Regions from separate parts of the Mus musculus genome. Here region 1 is linked to region 2. Evidence: chromatin contacts called from public promoter capture Hi-C data. All regions are on one chromosome and are shown on one strand. The core of a region is the stretch at or near the end of the contact, and the rest is flanking DNA. Distances in the headings are between cores, read along the strand shown.

Region 1 (2,700 bases), core at 176-2,675, 250 kb before region 2:
CAGCAGATATGTGGCAAGTCTGAGAAAAGCACAGGGGGAAGCAGCACAAAGATGGAGTTTGAATCTCTCCTTCCCAAATAATTACATATGGAAAAAAAAAACCAACCCATTTTGGCAAAGTGTGGGAGCTCAGGGGCACATCTAAGCTTCAACTACACTGATACACCTTTACCATTCTAATTCGCAGGCTGTTTAGCTTTTGTTATAAAGAAAGCACTTTGCACATCTGACATTGTCAGAAACATTTGTCTTCAGCCCTCTTAGGCTCTGAGTACATCAACCAAGCACAAAGACTACGCTGTGAGTGAAGGCAGGTTAGGCGCCTGACTCGTAAAGGATGACCTGTGGGTAGCTCCGAATGTGGGGTGGATAGAGCTATTTTCAAATGAGCGTCTTCAGCAGTTCTTTTTTCCTGATAATCTTGGTAAGGTTCTCTGGTAAACAGCAAGTAAATATTGCTTGTGCCTGATATTCCCAATTAGGCAAAAAGCCTGTTCATAAAACAACATGCTTACTGTCTGATCTTATTGCTTTTGTTTCTGGCAAATTTGACCACATTAAGTGGGGGAAAGGGCCTGGGTAAAAAAAACGGCACCAAGCACTCCCGAAAAGTCATGTGCTGAATATCACCAAGCCTGCCATCGTCTTCCTGGCTCAGCAGGATCATCAGATCACCCCTTGCTGAGTTACTCCAAAGGCTGCCTTAGTCTCCTAGAGCTGTATACATAGTGTGTGTGTGTTGGGCGGTGGGGTGGGGCTGCTATCTGTGAATTCCCAGCGTTCGCTTTTAACCTTGAATGGTGTAACTTTGTAACTTGTAAATAATGAATGCCAACCTGGGAATGCCCCTGTCCCCTACAGTGTTGCTGTAGAAGAGTAACAGAATCTCAAAGCCTTCTGGATCTCAAAGCCCTAGTAAGTTGCAGATACACTGATTTTGAATTTTTTTCGCGCCAAAATCGCAACCGCTGAAAGGCAGTATCAATTGCAACTTCTAAAAGTTTCCGGTCATAAAAGTGTTGCAAGCAGTTTTTGAGCGAAATCAAGTGTAAGAAGTGCTCATGACTCCAGGAATAACTTTTTTTTTTTTTTTTTTTTTGTTAATTTTCCTTTCAGATTTCTTTCCATTAAATTTCTGCCCCCAAATAACGGTGCTCTTGTTTAAATAAATAGCGAAGAGGTCTTTTGACCTCCAAAGCCAACATTATCTCGAGATGATAAATTCTGGGAGTTGCTAGAGTAATTGTTATGTAAAAAGATGAAATTTGTACGTTAAATATAAAATGTAGGCAACGTTTTTCCTTTCCTTACTCGGTTTAAACGCGGACCAATCCCCTGTCTGGAACTATGATGTCAGCAGTTTACTGTCCAATCCAAAAGGGTGGCTTGTTATATATATACTTGGGCTTTTCCATCTCAACACCACTTTATTCACTTTCTAGTGTACTGAGATGGCTCGTACTAAGCAGACCGCTCGCAAGTCCACCGGCGGCAAGGCCCCGCGCAAGCAGCTGGCCACCAAGGCCGCCCGCAAGAGCGCCCCGGCCACCGGCGGCGTGAAGAAGCCTCACCGCTACCGTCCCGGCACCGTGGCGCTGCGCGAGATCCGGCGCTACCAGAAGTCGACCGAGCTGCTGATCCGCAAGCTGCCGTTCCAGCGCCTGGTGCGCGAGATCGCGCAGGACTTCAAGACCGACCTGCGCTTCCAGAGCTCGGCTGTCATGGCTCTGCAGGAGGCCTGTGAGGCCTACCTCGTGGGTCTGTTTGAGGACACCAACCTGTGCGCCATCCACGCCAAGCGTGTCACCATCATGCCCAAGGACATCCAGCTGGCCCGTCGCATTCGCGGGGAGAGGGCGTAATTCCCCTACCTGTTAATAACAAAAGGCTCTTTTCAGAGCCCCCTCCTTTGTCACCAAAAAGCGGCTGTTTACCTACCTCAGGTCCAACATCTATCATGTTTTCCAGTATCTGAGCATATGTGCTACATCCTCCTAAGGTGTTCAAATATAGGTGAGGTTAGTTTACAATCTAGAGGCATGTGCCTTTGAAACAACCTGACTTCAAGGTGGCAGTCAACTAAAATGTGTGGAAGTTAGCTCCTACAGCAAATCTGTAGATTCATGCTTTCTGGATACTATATAGTGCTACTGGTTAATGCAAAATCCCCAGGCGTGTTCCCTAAGTCTGCAAATTGCTTTCATAAGGAACATTACTTGATTAGTGTGTTTATTTGGGGGGGGGGGCAAGGTTTGGAATTTGGCAATCTTGAACCCTTTTAAGTGCTAACATTGGCCCTTTGTAATTAGCTTCATGCTGTGACAAGTTTGAGTCAATATGTCTGACGTACGTGGTTTTCTTTTAACCATATATGGCTTGCCGGTTTTGTACACCATTCCCAGAGTATGTGTAACAAATATGTTGGATTCTTTAGCAGCCTTGCCAGCCTCTGTACTGTTAAGACAGCCTCCTTTATTTTATTTATTTATAGATAAGGACTCAAAAGTAGCCCAGTGCTCAACGTTGGACTTGCTTGAATATGTAGCACGGAAAACCTTGTAATCCTAATCTTGCTTCAGTTATAATCGATAGGATTATAGGTGTGCCCCAATAAATTATGCTTAAGAAAGATTGCTATTGTCCAAAACAAAACAAAGCAAAACCCCAGACTGTGTTTCTTTGGAAAACAAAGTAATAAAA
Region 2 (3,021 bases), core at 371-2,870:
GCAGACCTGGAGTCAGGAGTAGATGCAGAGGCTATGGAGAAGGCTGTTTACTGTCTTGCTTCCCCTGCTTTGTCCAGCCTTCGCTCTTATAGAACCAGGACTATCATCCATGGATGGCATCACCCAGAATAGACTGTGCCCTCCTCCATTGATCACCAATTGAAAAAATGACCTACAGCTGGATCTCATGGAGGCATCTTCTCAACTGAGGCTCTTTCCTCTCTGATGAATCTAATTTATGTCAAGTTGACACACAGAACCAGCCAGTACATGTAATAAATGCAGAAAAACCTTCATTCAACAAGAACATCTTGTTGGAAATTATAGAACACACACTGAAGTCCTATAAACATAGAGTATGGGAAAGATCTCAGTGGGCACAGAGGTGTTATTAAACATCAGAGAATCCATATAGGCTAAAACCCTATGGGTACATAAAGTGTGGAAAGCCTGTATAAGTTAGGCTCTAACTAGGTATCAGAGAATTTATAGAGTAAATTAGTTCTACTAAAAAGAGAACAGTACCAAAAATTACTTAGTGCTCAGGATTAATAGACAGAATCTACCTTAGAGACCACGAGTGCCCATAATGTGGGCAAAACTTCAATCATCATTTAAAAACTTGAATCAAAGAATATGAGTCAAATATTCTTTTATTTCTAATTTAGTTGTTTTGAAAGAGGAATCAACTTCAGAAGGCTTTAACCTATTTGTATTGACTTACATTTATAATACCAATTTTATAATCCCAAATTTATAATCACTTGATTTATGCTTTTAATCCCAACACTTGGGAAGGTGAGGCAGGAAGTTTGCCCTGCGGCCAGCTAGGGCTACAGAGAGACTTGATCTAAACTAGCAAAACAACAAAATGTAACCCTGTCTATTGTGTTCACTTGTGACCCAAGCTTGGCAATTCCTGGCTGAATATGACTTCTCCCTTCTGTTCTAGTTCTTTGCTTGTCCATTCGTTTATATGACACTAGGTAAGACATTCACATGTCCTCTGCCTCATTTCCTCGAGATGAGAATGAGATTCACCAACTCTATCTCAACAAGTTGAAACAGATAAAAGTTGTCTTTGACATTAAAAAGTAAACCAATGTTCATTGTTTTCCACCAATTTTCTATTTAAATTTTAAGTTAGGGGTCTGGTTATTTTGTAGACGTTTTGTTGTTTCCAACCATAAGTATCTGGAGGATGAGAACACTCATAGTCAAAGAGAAAGCAATGGTCAGTAGGAACTTTATAAATATACTACTGTTCCTAGGAACTACAAAGGTTTAAATTCTTCAATACGCAGTGAAAGTTGGGAATTTGGAGTAATCATGAAGCATTAATGGGAAAGCACAAGGTAACTAAGAAGAATAAAGAGAAATCCGTTAAGTATACTCCTGAGCCCAGCGCAGGCCTCTGGATCTGTGATCAGCCACCCAACTCTTAAACTTGTCACCTGAAGCCCGAGGCTGGCCAGACAAAAGCTTAGGTGACTTAAAGCTATGTCACTCCTCAGGATGTCCCGCATAGCCGCCCTCCACCTGGTGTAGCTGAGGGCGCTCGGTCCTTTTGCTGGCCTACCATAGAGCTGTCAGACCTCCGAGCTTCCTAGAGAGCTTCCGGAAGTGGCTGTGGGGCAAGATGCGTGCTGCCCGGCTCTGCGGCTCCAAGGGTTTGGAACTTAGCGGCTGCAGGGGTCCCGCTCGGGTTCGGTGTCCGTCGCGTCTCCTCGCGCGCTTCCCTGTCCGCGCTGTGCCGCCTCCCGCCCTCGGGCAGCGTGGGGAGCTCTCGGTGAGTGCGCTGGGCCGAGCAGGGGCGCTCGGGCAGCGGAGGCCCGAGAGCGGGGAGCGGGTCGGTTCAGGGCCTGCCGCCGCTGAGCAGGCCGACACCCGGCCCCAACTTCCTACGGGATGGCTCTCCTCATCGCCAGTCATCATGTATATAATTTTGCACTCGCTCTTACTTGTAAAGCCGGCCCGTGTACCAACTGTTTCTACTCAGCAGTTTTGCCGATCGGTCTCAAAATTCATTTTTAAAGATAATAATTTTTTTCTTTTGAAGCCTCTACCCCACGTGGAAATCTTTGATTTTTTTTTTTTTTGTTACTCTTTTTTTTTTTTTTCTACCCATAAAAGAAGTATATTATGAAAGTAGTTCATGTAATGGCTGAACAGTTGTATGCAAAAGAAATACTTTAAGTAATTCTGGGGTAACAAAATTAAACCTTATTCAGAATACTTTGCTTACCTAGTTTATTAAAGCTAACTGAAATAGAATCTTGAAAATTCGGTAGGTTCCCATTCCCAAAACTCGGGTCATTCATGAGTAATCTCTGTTGGATTTCTAAGACGTTGACCACCACTTGACCACATACTTCTATTTGTCCGATTCACTTAAGTATTGCTATGCAGCAATCATCATTTTAGTGAATGTGCACGTTTTGAGTTCCTTGTGGTTAAATATAAAAATGTCAGTCTTAAAAGCATTCATCAAAGCAACTTCCTTGAGAAGCCCATAGCCACGCTTGTGCGTCTGGCCCTCTCCTGAGTGCCTTTCTCCTAACCCTCATGCTCAAGCCTTATTAAAATAACTTTTAAAATCTCCAAAACAAACAAACAAAATGAATGAATGCCATTTCAGATAACTACAAAGCATGTTTGTTTCATCTACTTCTTCTTAATCTCTAAAACCTGGAGATTATCATTCCTGGTTTGTATTCGGTTCTCAGACATCTCTCAAGTTTAATTAATCAGAAAGGAAAGTACATCTCCTGCATCTCTTGAGAAGCCAGTATTTGAGTTGTGCCTTCCTTAGTTTTCAAGGCTTTAACATTTTCGATCCCGAATAAGCCTAAGATTGTTGCCTTTCCGTTCATAAGGCAATCATCCTGACCAGATGTTCTTCAAGGATGGTGTGTAGGGATCAGTGTTTCTCTGTAGGTACTTTCCAACACTGCAATGTGTATGCACAAAATTATTAGAGAGGAGAATGAAATGGCCATGTATGTTGGTGCATGCCCGTAA

The links. Promoter capture Hi-C pulls out the DNA fragments that hold promoters and counts their contacts.
Region 1: a contact with region 2 is called in a promoter capture Hi-C map of pre-B cells, with 3 times the contacts expected there. The contact joins the promoter of H3c11 here to the promoter of Zkscan8 in region 2. A contact is called at or near these places in 4 of 39 promoter capture datasets (the HPC-7 cell line, cranial neural crest, liver and 1 more), 3 of 484 Hi-C or Micro-C datasets (CD4 T cells, cranial neural crest and pre-B cells), 1 of 115 datasets of contacts at active chromatin or transcription factors (bone marrow-derived macrophages) and 2 of 9 other capture datasets (adipose tissue and liver).

What each region holds. Positions count from the first base shown.
Region 1 is chr13:21,782,122-21,784,821 of GRCm38.p6, reverse strand. H3c11 (H3 clustered histone 11) reads left to right here and starts at 1,425. Exons shown (of 1, transcript NM_178207.2): 1 at 1,425-1,907. The coding sequence starts at 1,452. The coding sequence ends at 1,862.
Region 2 is chr13:21,529,713-21,532,733 of GRCm38.p6, reverse strand. Zkscan8 (zinc finger with KRAB and SCAN domains 8) reads left to right here and starts at 1,620. Exons shown (of 6, transcript NM_139141.4): 1 at 1,620-1,789. It overlaps Gm32724 (a long non-coding RNA gene), which reads right to left and starts at 1,665. Exons shown (of 5, transcript XR_001780870.1): 1 at 1,580-1,665.